3 separate regions of the Mus musculus genome follow, and regions 1 and 3 are each linked to region 2. Evidence: chromatin contacts called from public Hi-C data. All regions are on one chromosome and are shown on one strand. Each heading gives the region's core, a stretch centred on a gene start, on an enhancer-like site or on the middle of the called end of the contact. The rest is flanking DNA. Distances are from core to core; before and after follow the strand shown.

Region 1 (3,698 bases), core at 1,062-3,561, 1.6 Mb after region 2:
ATACCTCAAGTACCCCAACTGGAATGTAAGTAATTATAGCAGGTCCTGCCTGCCCCCAGGGCCTTTGCACATACAGTTCAGGTTCTGAAAACATATTACTGCCCTCTGCTCCCACACAACCCTTATTACTACAATACAGCTTCCATAAAAGGATAAGGATTCAGGTGCCAAATTTATCAAATAAACACAATCTTGAGGCACTCACTGCATATAAAGGTGTTGCCACAAGTTGTACACCAATGCGGACAAGCGTCACCTCGCACACACAGATAAATGGAATAAAAGAGTCCCGCTAAAGGGCACGACTGGTGTGACTCAATCAGTAGATCGCTGGCCCAGCACGGAGCTACCAGCCCTGCACTCAAGAGGCAGAAAGATCGGGATTTCAAAGGCATCCTCAGAGGCCACATAGCAAGTTCATGATCACCCCGGGCTTCCAAGACACTGTGTCAAAAAAGGGTGGGCCAAGCTGTTGAGATGTCCCCGCGGTTAATAACACTTGTAGCTCTTCTCGAGGACCAGGGTTCGGTTCCTGCACCTACACTTGCCAGTAACTCCAGAGCCAGGGGATGCTAAATATGCCCGACACCAAAGCTTACACATCGTTAAATAACAAATAGGCCTCAAAAAATAAAGCCACTGATTAAATGAATTTCAGATATACTGGTATGTTCTGACAACTACACAAAGAAATGTTGTTTGTCTGAAACTTTTATGTTCTGGGTGATCCTAGGTGGGAAGGGAGGCTGTCAAAAGTCCAGCTTGCTGGGAAATGCTCAACCACAAAGCTAAGCCTGATACCAGATTTTTAAAGAATGTTTGTTTGTTGTGGGCAGGAGCGCTTTGGCGAGTGTATGGAGGTGAGAGGACGGACACCTGTGGAAACTGATTCTTTCCACCATGTGGGTCCAGGGGATTGAACTCAGGTCGTCAGACTTAGAAGCAAGCACCAAAACCCACAGCCCTGATCTCCCATGTTTTCCCACTTCAGAGTGGCCCACCCTGAAGTCCTGTGAGCACTTAGTAGGTAATGAGCACTTGCTCTAAACGTGTTAAGATGGAACCACGGGGGCCGGGCACTGGTGGCGCACGCTTTTAATCCCAGCACTTGGGAGGCAGAGGCAGGCGGATTTCTGAGTTCCAGGCCAGCCTGGTCTACAGAGTGAGTTCCAGGACAGCCAGGGCTACACAGAGAAACCCTGTCTCGAAAAAAACAAAACAAAAACAAACACACAAACAAACAAAAAAGATGGGACCACAGGAGATGGACAACGTCACTGTCCCTGTTTCACAGACTGAAAGTAGGGCAGATGGGAACCTGAGGGCTTTGAGACTATACTGTACCCGGCAGCACTAACTAAAGAGCGCCCGCCCGCACAAGTCGAGAACCAGAGAATTGGCAGTGCGAGGGCGCTCGCGAAGCCCCGCCCGCCCAGAACCTGGTATTCGAGCCTGCTCCTTCACCCCGCAGTTCAGTGCTGTCCCGGGTTAACCCGAAGTTAACTGGAGGCCCCAGGATGCCTATCCCGGAACACACATCGGACCTGCGGCCAACCGGGACCCCGAAGAGGGCGGGGAAGCCAGGGCTGGAGCTGGGCTGGAACCGCCAGAAAGGCTTCCTTGCCTGGGGATGGCGCCTGGCTAAAGATACTTGCCCAGGAGCTGCAGCTGGCAAAGATGGGGTAGCGGGGATCAGTGAAGAGACACAAGAAGGGCCAGGAAGAAACTTCCCAGAAGTTTGGACCAGATTTTCCCTGACCTAGGGCGTGGCTTCTCCCGGAACTCATCCCCTGCAGTCACTAAGATGCTTTGAGTTTTCTGTCTCTAACTGGGTGTAGAATACCCCGACCCCACCTCCCTCGTGATGGTGAAAGGACAACTTGCACAAGTCTGGTCTCCTTCACTAAGCTGATCCCGGGGATAGAACTCAGATTGTCAAGTTTGGCAGCAAGTGCCTTCTGCGCTGCCTTTCATGGACTTTACAGTCGGAGCGCACACATAGCTTCTTAGCTTCTCTAAGACTACGGAATGGGCACAAGGAAAAGAAGGGCTCGAACCACCGCTGAGATATATCCTGCATTTTCTTCCTCCCACTATTGTGTCAGATACCTGTTGCTCTAGGAACCGAAAACTTTGCTCTGTGTTTCCGCGGGACACTCTTGCGTTGTACACACCCGCATCCCAACTTCGTTTCCCTTGGATCAGCCAATAGGAATCAAAATCTATAGATAGAGGGCGGGACCTCCTATAGGCGATCCAATGGTAGTTGAGAGTCGTACCGCTAAGTCACACCGCAAAGGGGCAGGACTTTCTTCCCGAACTTGAAGCCCTGCGGGAGTGTCGGCCAAGGTGCTTGCAAAATTGGAAATCCATGTGGCGTGGGCTGAGCGCCCTGGTGACCCAGGCGGCGTGGGCGCCCCTCAGGTGAGTGGCACGGACCCGCTGTCACGCGCTAGACGTTGCTTTAGGACCCAGGTTTGCCCCTGAAGTTCCAGACCCCGTTCCTCCTCCCGCAGCTGCCGTGTCTTTCCAAGCCCATCGCCTGGCCACCGCTCGTACAGCTTGGGCATCAACGGGCGACCATCCCTCCGTCCATGTTCACCCCGAGGCTCGGGTTTCTGGATGCGCTTACTCGTTTCCTTTCCGATCTCCAGGCTGTGCGCACGCTGCAGCACCAGTGCAGAGTCCTTAGTCCCCAGCAGCACCATCTTCGCACTCAGCTCCGGCCAGGGACGCTGCGCCATCGCAGTGATCCGCACCAGCGGTCCAGCTAGCGGGCTCGCGCTCCGCAGCCTCACGGCGCTCCAGGAGCCGCCTCCTGCCCGCAGAGCCTGCCTGCGCCTTCTCCGCCACCCGTGCTCCGGGGAGCCACTGGACCGCTCACTCGTCCTCTGGTTCCCAGGTGAGGGGCCGGATCCGGGAGCCCACGGCGCTCGTGTCCGGGTCTCAGTCCCCTCCAGGAGTCAGCCCGGGTCGTGCCCATCCCCTAACTCTGCTTTTTTCCATACAAGGACCCCAGAGTTTCACGGGTGAGGATTGCGTGGAGTTTCACGTACACGGAGGTCCTGCGGTGGTCAGCGGTGTCTTGCAGGCATTGGGTGAGGCTCTGTTGAGTGGCACTGTTCCTGGGGGAGACTAAAAGGTATTGGAGATAGACTGCAAAACACATTGTCATTTGGGAGAAGAGATGTATCATATTAACCCAGGCCTTCTAGATGACTCTGCCAGTAAAGGTGATTGTTGCCAAATGTGAACCCGAGTGGTGAAAGGTGAGAATTGATTCCTGCAGGCTGTCTTTTGACTTCCTGGTGTCACACACACACGCAGAGACTTCAGCATGGGGAGGACTTTGAGGAAAGCTCAGACTCAAGTGCATGTTTGGTGGTAGTTGTTTGGAGGAAGTGCTAAGTCCTATTTAGGGAGTTGATGAGTAGCTGGTACGATGTACCAGCGTACAACCAGGCTTTCTGTGATTTCTGGGTGGTGGGGATAGGGAGGGTCTTGCCTTTTCAGAAAGAATTGTGTCACCTTTACTTAATGTGTGTTCATCCAACAAGTTTGCCACAGGAAGCCCCTGATGGCCAGCACTCTGTCAGTCTGGGGCCTGCGTGTGTAATCAGCACTGATGGGGAGGGGCAACTGCAGGTGACCTCAACAGCTTGCTGGCCTGGGTTCTAAGAGAGATATCTACATCCCCC
Region 2 (3,878 bases), core at 1,043-3,542:
TGGCCTTGAACTCAGAAATCCGCCTGCCTCTGCCTCCCCAGTGCTGGGATTAAAGGTTTGTACCATCACTGCCTGGCTAGTTTTTGGGTTTTAAAACCAGTTTCTCACAATATGTTCCTGGCTGGCTGGAACTTGACATTTGGATTTGGACCCTGGAACAAGGGACAGAGGTTCATATTTTACATACCAAAGCAGCGTGACCTGGCCTCCAGGTTCTCCCAGCATCCCTCAGTCTGTACCTGGCACATCTTGCCCACAACTCTCAACTATCTAGCCCAGGGTCTGGGCTGCCCTTCACCAAGAGGCTCTTCTCTATATAATCCAGAACCAAACACTCTCCACATAGCCTAGGCTAGCCTTGAACTTGTTGTGACCCATCTTTGCTTCTCATGTCTAGAATCACAGGTGAGCCATCACACAGGACCAGAACATTTTGTTTGCTTAGTTGAGGCACAGTTTCTATAATATGCACATTAAAGTCTGATGAATTAAAATCTAAAAATCTGAATTTGTAGAAGGTGGAGTTAGCAAACTCAGGTCCTTTGGAAGAGCATCAATGCCCTTAACCACTGTGCCATCTTACAGTCCCTAAGCCCATCTCTCTCTTCTTCTAGGGTGAGATGGGATCATGTAGTCCAGGTTGATCTATGTAGCCCAGGATGACCCTAACCATCAATCCGTTTTGCTTCAGCATCCAAAATGCTGAGATGATGGGTGTGCACCACCAAGTCCTGTTTATGCAGTGCCAGGGGTGCGACCTAGGGCTTTGAAAGGCTAGGCAGGCACTCTACCAATTGGGCCCCAGTTGCTAACTACTGTATTTCTGTAACTCTGAGCACTGACAGTGGGGACTTTAACTTTCTTCATATTCTTTTCCTGTTGAAATCGATAATAAAATTCTAAATGTTACTTAAAACACTTTTAAAAACTTAAAAACACAGCCTGGTGGGCACATGCCTGTCATCCTGGTACTATGAAGGCATAGAGTTGGGGTGTTCATAATTTCAGGCTGGCCTGGGCTCCACGAAAGCCGGTGGGGGTGGGGGCTGGGGGTGGGCAGAGAATGCCAGAAGAGGAACCAGCACTAGGGAGGCTAGAGTTTAAGACTAGCCTTCTATGCTATGTTACAATCAACACACATCTTGCCTTGGGTGGACCTGTCTGTCATCCCAGCAATCCATTGGCAAAGGCAGGGTCGCCACGAGTTTGAGGCCAGCCTGGGCTATATAGTAAGTCCCTATCTGCAAAAAAAAAAAAAAAAAAAAAAAAAAAAAAAAATTTAAAAACATTAAAAAAAAAATACGTATAACGGTGCATACCTATGAGCATAGCCTTCGGAAGTGAAGGCAAGAGATCAGGAGTTCTAGATCAGTCTCTGCTACGGAGTTTGAGGCCAGCCTAAAACAAAACAAAAGCCTCCAAACTCCAGGTTAGTGCTTCTCGCAGGCTTAGTTTCCAGGCCCGTGGAAGCCAGCTGGAAACTAGGGGACATGAACATTCTGGCTTCCGGGATGCTGCACTAGAAAACCAAGATTCCAACTCAGCCTCCGCTCACACTGTGCACTCTGAAGCCCGCAGGCTGCCCTCTCTCGTCTAACCGCATAACAAAAGCCTGGTCTGCGACGAACAGGACGACACTGAGACACTGACCCGACAGTCCCCGGCGGGGCAGGTTCCGCTTGTAGTCGATGGGGCCGTAGCCCCCTGGCGGGGGCATGTCCTGCTTCACCTTCGACGCCGCCATACTTGCAGGACCCGCAACTTCCGGCCACCAGCGGAAGTGAGGCAACGCGCGACCACCATTTTGAGTGTGGCGGAAGTTCCGTCACCCAGGAGGTTCCCTATAATTTGGAAGCGTTACGCTAGCCTTGCTGCGATCCGGAAGTCAGTCCCTCCTCCCTCTGGCCCTAGGCAGGGAGTAACTGTGGTCTGCATCTAGAGCTCTCTCGGGCGTGTTTCTTGCACTAAAAACCTTGGGAGTTCACCTACTTTCTTTCGTGAGCCATGGTAGCCAGGCTCGAGGCAACAGGCTGGTTCCCACCCACCTGAGCACCATCACTTCAGGGAGGGACTTGTCCTGTTCCACATCAGTGGGCAGTCTCCTCGCCAGTGACTTCTCACGAGGAACTGACCATTAAGGGCGATTGAGTCACAAAGCCTAAGAAGGGTTTAGGGAGCCCGCGGGGCGGGGGAGGGAGGGTCCCCGCCCCAAGGCCGAGTGACGCCCGCAGTCACTTCACAAGGCAGAAATTGTTACCCGGGCAATAAAAGTCATCGCGGCTGTAGGGCCTTGGGAGTGGGCACATGGGGGCACGGGGGTGCAGGTGCCAAGCACCATGGGTTAGGCCCGAGATTGGAGTCCGGCCGCCCCCCGACAGCAGCCGCCTCCTGCTCCCCGCGCGCCCCGGGCGCCACCATGTCGGGCGACAAACTCCTGAGCGAACTTGGCTATAAGCTGGGCCGCACGATAGGTGAGGGCAGCTACTCCAAGGTGAAAGTGGCCACCTCCAAGAAGTATAAAGGGACGGTGGCCATCAAGGTGGTGGACCGCCGGCGAGCGCCTCCGGACTTCGTCAACAAGTTCCTGCCTCGAGAGCTGTCCATCCTGCGGGGAGTACGGCACCCGCACATCGTACACGTTTTCGAGTTCATCGAAGTGTGCAATGGGAAGCTGTACATCGTGATGGAGGCAGCAGCCACCGACCTGCTGCAGGCAGTGCAGCGCAACGGGCGCATCCCGGGGTCGCAGGCGCGCGAACTCTTCTCGCAGATCGCGGGCGCCGTGCGCTACCTGCACGACCACCACCTGGTGCACCGCGACCTCAAGTGCGAAAACGTGCTGCTAAGCCCTGACGAGCGCCGCGTCAAGATCACGGATTTCGGTTTCGGCCGCCAGGCGCACGGCTACCCAGACCTGAGCACCACCTACTGCGGCTCGGCCGCGTATGCGTCACCTGAGGTGCTCCTGGGCATCCCCTACGACCCTAAGAAATACGACGTGTGGAGCCTGGGCGTTGTGCTCTACGTCATGGTCACCGGGTGCATGCCCTTCGACGACTCGGACATTGCTGGCCTACCCCGGCGCCAGAAGCGCGGCGTGCTCTACCCTGACGGCCTCGAACTGTCGGAACGATGCAAATCCTTGATCGCCGAGCTGCTACAGTTCAGCCCGTCTGCCCGGCCCTCGGCGGGCCAGGTGGCGCGCAATGGCTGGCTGCGGGCCGGGGACTCCGGCTAGGAGCCGGGGTTCTCGCTGTTCCCGCCGCACCAGGCACAGAGCCAGGGCGGCGCACGCGCGAAGGGCGAGCTTCGGGAAACCCGCGAAGTCGCCGCGCGCCACTGCGCACGCGTCCTGTCCCTTCCCCTTCCCCCACGGCGGCGGCCCTCTGAGGCCTGCTGTTGGGTTCTGATTCCTCCTGCACAAACTGATTGCTGGAGAGCGCATGCGCATCCTCGATTTCTGGCGAGAAGGCCCCGGGAGGGGCGCAAAGAGAAGAGAGAGAAGCATTGCGCCTGCGCAGAATGAGCTGTTGCACGGTGGGTTGCCATGCTACAGAGAAACCGTGGGCCAGCCGTGCACGCTAAGTTCCAGGTTGGAACCTGCAATAAATTCGCTCTTCCTTGCAACTGGGGTTAGCGGTGGAACCTTGTCACTGAGCAGGGGGTGGGAAGTTTTCGGCAACTTAGAGAAAGGCGAGTATGTGGAAATTCTACCTTTAGACCTAAAAACCGGAGTAGGGAGATTCAAATCCTGATTCTTCACGTCCCTAAACTGGATAAATTCCTAAAAGTTCTATAGTCATCCGCCAGGATCTGATGATACTTGAATTGGGATCAGCGGGACTGCCTGTTGGCTGGAACAGCATTTACAGATGTGA
Region 3 (3,943 bases), core at 345-2,844, 1.6 Mb after region 2:
CCCCAGGATTAGGGTGTATGATGTGAGATTCACAAAGAATCAAAACAAAATTTAAAAATAGTAACAAATACATAAATGAGAATATACCCCAGGGTGTGGGTCGGACCCTGCAGGGGAGTGCTAAAGTAGTACTCGTGGGTGGAAGCTCCACATTCCACCTGCAGGCCCATAGGAAAGAGGGTCCCTCACTCTAAAAGAACCATAAAGCTTACAGAGGCAGGTAGATCTCTGTGAGTTGCAGGCTAGCCTAGTCTACATAGTGAGTTCTAGGCTATCCAGGGCTACCTGAGAGACCCTGCCTCAAAAACCAACCGACCAAAACAAACAAAAATAACCAGAACAACAACGAAACCCCTAGCTTGCTAGTGAACTGGCCTCCAGGGCGATATTATTTGTTATTTAAGTCAACAGCTGCATAGCCACAATGATCTCTTTGGTCAAAATCCTAGAACAGAAAGTGTTTCAAACTTCTTCTTTCTACTCTATTTTTTTCTTTTTTTGGTTCATTTCCTTTTTGCTAGTATTTAAAGTATTTTTTTTGTTTTGTTGGGGTTTGTTTGTTGTCTGTTTGTTTAAAGCAGGGTATCCTGTAGCCCAGGTAGACCTCGAATTCCTGCAATAGAAATGATTAAGGCATCACTTTCTTGTTCTGACTGACTTGTGTCTGCCTAGACACTCTCAGTCTCCCACGCACTAATAGCCACACCTGTCTTGGCAACAGTCTGGGGACTATCCTTGTCCCTGACCATGTCTAGATGTATTAACGACAATGTTTGTGTTAGCTAAAACCTAAACCTAAAATAACTACAGGAAGTGTAAATCATAAATAATTGTCTTGTGTCTGGAAAATACTGCAATCTCTGCAAAAAAGACGGATGTTACAAGGTTACTCAAGACCCTGATAATGATACAATTGTGGTTCTTAAGTGTTTTGCTTTTAAAAATGCTGTACCCCTAAGCTCTGGCTACTCTACATGTGGCTATTATTAAAGGACTCGTGTAGGTTTTTTTGTTTGTTTGTTTGTTTGTTTGGTGTTTTTGGTGTTTTCGAGACAGGGTTTCTCTGTGTAGCCTTGGCTGTCCTGGAACTCACTCTGTAGACCAGGCTGGCCTTGAACTCAGAAATCTGCCTGCCTCTGCCTCCCAAGTGTTGGGATTAAAGGCGTGCGCCACCATGCCCGGCTACTCGTTTAGTTTTAATTGGCTTAATTAGACTGGTTATCAGTCTAACTATCTCGTATGGTTTTTTCACCATCTTGTATGCGCCTCTTTAAGTCCCTGAAATGACAGGCTATATCTACCAGGCCTCCTCTCCAGACCAGTTAAGTTTCCTTGCAGAAGGCAGGAGTCACAGGGTGATGCCGCACAGCATTCTGGGGAATGTAGTCCCGTCCGGAAAGTGAACGCCCCCTCCGCACACTGGGTAGTGATTTAGGGGCGGGAGTTCTAATCTTTTTTCCGCAAACGTATCTTAAGCGTCCAGAGGGCGGGTCTCCACGGTTACTTTGGACTGGTCAGCAGTGCTTGCGCATGCGTACTAGCTGCTTTGCGGAGCACTTTCAAAGGTGTTCTGGGAGTTGTAGTCCGAGGTTCCGGTCCCTCCGAGGGCTGTAGCTGCCTTCTGAGCTCCCAGGAAGGATGGATCCCGGGACGGACTCGGCGCCGCTTGCTGGCTTGGTTTGGTCGTCGGCCTCGGCGCCGCCGCCGCCGGGTTTCAGCGCGGTAAGTGGGAGCGCGCAAGGGTTGCGGGGACGGGCCAGGAAGGGGACGAAGTCCGATGACCTGTGCGTCCCGCAGATCACCTGCACCGTGGAGGGCGGGACGGCCAGCTTCGGCCGAGGCTTCGCGCAGAAAGCCGGCTACTTCCTGTGCCTGAGCACGCTGGGCATCCCGGAGGTGAGCACGGGTGGCCTGAGCCTGAGTTTGCCCCGCCCCTCGCCCTGCCATCCTCGACCCTTCTCCAACTCTCTCCCACCCTTACTGCTCATACCGTTGACCTTTCCCCTCCCCTCTGACTGCCCCCTTCCACCTGCCCCCTCTCGTGCTCCCAGAACCCTCAGGACAATGTGGTAGTGGACATGCAGATCGTGATGGACAAGGGCCCACTGCCGTCAGGCTTCTCTGCAGTCAACGACCCTCAGGATATCAGTAAGATCCGTGGGCACGGGAGAGCGGCAGGCACAGGGAACGGCTGCTAGTGTATGTTTGGAATAGGACTTAGCTGAGCAGGAAGGCACAACCTGTAAATGCAGAGCTCCGGAAGCTGAGGCAGGAGGATGGTGGCGAGTTCAAGGCCAGCCTAGGCTACAGAGTGAGGCCTTTATCTCAACCCACTACTCCAGAATTAAATAGTTGACACATACCTGTCTTAGCATTCAGGCTGAGGCAGCTTTGTATCCAGCCTGGGCTACAGAATGAGACCTTGCCTCAGCTCTTCCTAAGAATTTGAGCATAGTGGGGCATACCTGTCACTACATGAAACCCCGCCCCTAAACAAACAACAACCACCCCAGATGTCTTTGGCATACCCACCCTCTTCCTCACTGCCACTGGTCCCTGCTGCTTGTCCTCTGCTTCTGTGGCGGAGTGAGTCCTCCTGGCCATTCTCTTTTCCTTTCCAGGCTCTTGCACTGCGAGTCCACCTGGAACTGGCTTCCCCTGTTCTCTGCATAGCTCAGCCTCCCCTCTCCCTTCTCCCCTGCCTGACCCAGCTGCCCGCCTCCCCGATGGTGCTTGGTTCTCTCGGTGTCTTTAGTGACCGCTGGCAGGCTGCCGTGCAGAGGGTCAGGTCAGTGTGCAGACAGAGGAGGCGTCCACAAATTCTCCTATCCTCCTTTTGCAGCTGTCTCTTGACTTAGTGTTTAATTGGTTTGGGGGGACAGGGTCTCAATGTGTAGCCTCAGCTGGCCAGAGCTTCAGTCCCATGGATTCGTGGGACTGAGCCGTTGTGACCAGCCCCTTGTAATCTGCAAAGTGTGGAGACTGCTGTTCTTCATCCCAGTACTTGAGAGGCTGAGGCAAGAGGATTGCTTCCAATTCAGAGCCATTTTCGGCTATGTGATGAATTCCATCCCAGCACTTGGGAGGCAGAGGCAGGCAGATTTCTGAGGTCTCGGCCAGCCTGGTCTACAGAGTGAGTTCCAGGACAGCCAAAAAAAAAAAAAAAAAAAAAAAAAAAAAAAAAAAGCCAGGGCTGGAGCATTAGCAGAGTTAGCAGAGTTCTTACCCAGTGTGCATAAAGCCTGGCTCCATCCCCAGCACCACACCAACAGAGTCAAGAGGTTGAGGCAATATTGGGCATTCAGGGTCCTCCTCGGCTACATCTTGAGGCCAGCCTGGGCTACATGAGATTGTCTGATAAACACAAATATATGCACATGATAGAAAATAGCACCGGGCAGTGGTGGCACATGCCAGCACTTGGGAGGCAGAGGTAGGTGGATTTCAGAGTTCGAGGCCAGCCTGGTCTGCAAAGTGAGTTCCAGGACAGCCAGGGCTACACAGAGAAACCCTGTCTCAAAAAAAAAAAACCAAAAAAACCAAAAAACAAAAAACCCTCTTGACCTCATGGACCACACACAACAGCTGTAGGTTGGACTTTTTAAAAGAGGAGTTCTGTGACCCCTTGGGTTATAGGACCAGGGAAAGTGAGGTTGGGGTGCTAAAATAGGTACTACATGGTTGATTCCACAGTCCCCCCCGCCCCCTGTCAAATGTCAATCTGTTTTACTGATTCCAAAAAAGTTAGTGAATCTCCTATTTATAATTTAGCCAGCTCCCCGGTGTGGTCCCTGTCAGTTTTGTCCCTACAAAGTACAGGCAAGCGTCTTCCGGGGCTCCCATTCCGGTGGTACACTCCCCTCTCTCACCCCCTGCCCCCACTCCCAGAGGCCTCTGTGTCCAAGAAGAAACGCATGTGTGTGAAGCTGATGCCCCTGGGGAC

What was found. Hi-C and Micro-C count contacts between places; a contact is called where the count stands out from the background.
Region 1: a Hi-C map of rod photoreceptor shows a contact between it and region 2, with 5 times the contacts expected there. The contact joins the promoter of Gtpbp3 here to the promoter of Tssk6 in region 2. A contact is called at or near these places in 3 of 484 Hi-C or Micro-C datasets (B cells, rod photoreceptor and uterus), 1 of 115 datasets of contacts at active chromatin or transcription factors (astrocytes) and 2 of 9 other capture datasets (adipose tissue and liver).
Region 3: a Hi-C map of muscle stem cells shows a contact between it and region 2, with 6 times the contacts expected there. The contact joins the promoter of Mvb12a here to the promoter of Tssk6 in region 2. A contact is called at or near these places in 2 of 39 promoter capture datasets (liver and pre-B cells) and 1 of 484 Hi-C or Micro-C datasets (muscle stem cells).

Annotation. Positions count from the first base shown.
Region 1 is chr8:71,486,417-71,490,114 of GRCm38.p6, forward strand. Gtpbp3 (GTP binding protein 3) reads left to right here and starts at 2,312. Exons shown (of 9, transcript NM_032544.4): 1 at 2,312-2,424; 2 at 2,655-2,902; 3 at 3,012-3,098. The coding sequence starts at 2,372.
Region 2 is chr8:69,899,892-69,903,769 of GRCm38.p6, forward strand. It overlaps Tssk6 (testis-specific serine kinase 6), which reads left to right and starts at 2,293. Exons shown (of 1, transcript NM_032004.2): 1 at 2,293-3,627. The coding sequence starts at 2,417. The coding sequence ends at 3,238. Ndufa13 (NADH:ubiquinone oxidoreductase subunit A13) reads right to left here and starts at 2,129. Exons shown (of 5, transcript NM_001382215.1): 1 at 2,046-2,129; 2 at 1,651-1,841. The coding sequence starts at 1,744.
Region 3 is chr8:71,541,336-71,545,278 of GRCm38.p6, forward strand. It overlaps Mvb12a (multivesicular body subunit 12A), which reads left to right and starts at 1,595. Exons shown (of 9, transcript NM_028617.2): 1 at 1,595-1,722; 2 at 1,798-1,896; 3 at 2,052-2,148; 4 at 3,889-3,943. The coding sequence starts at 1,639.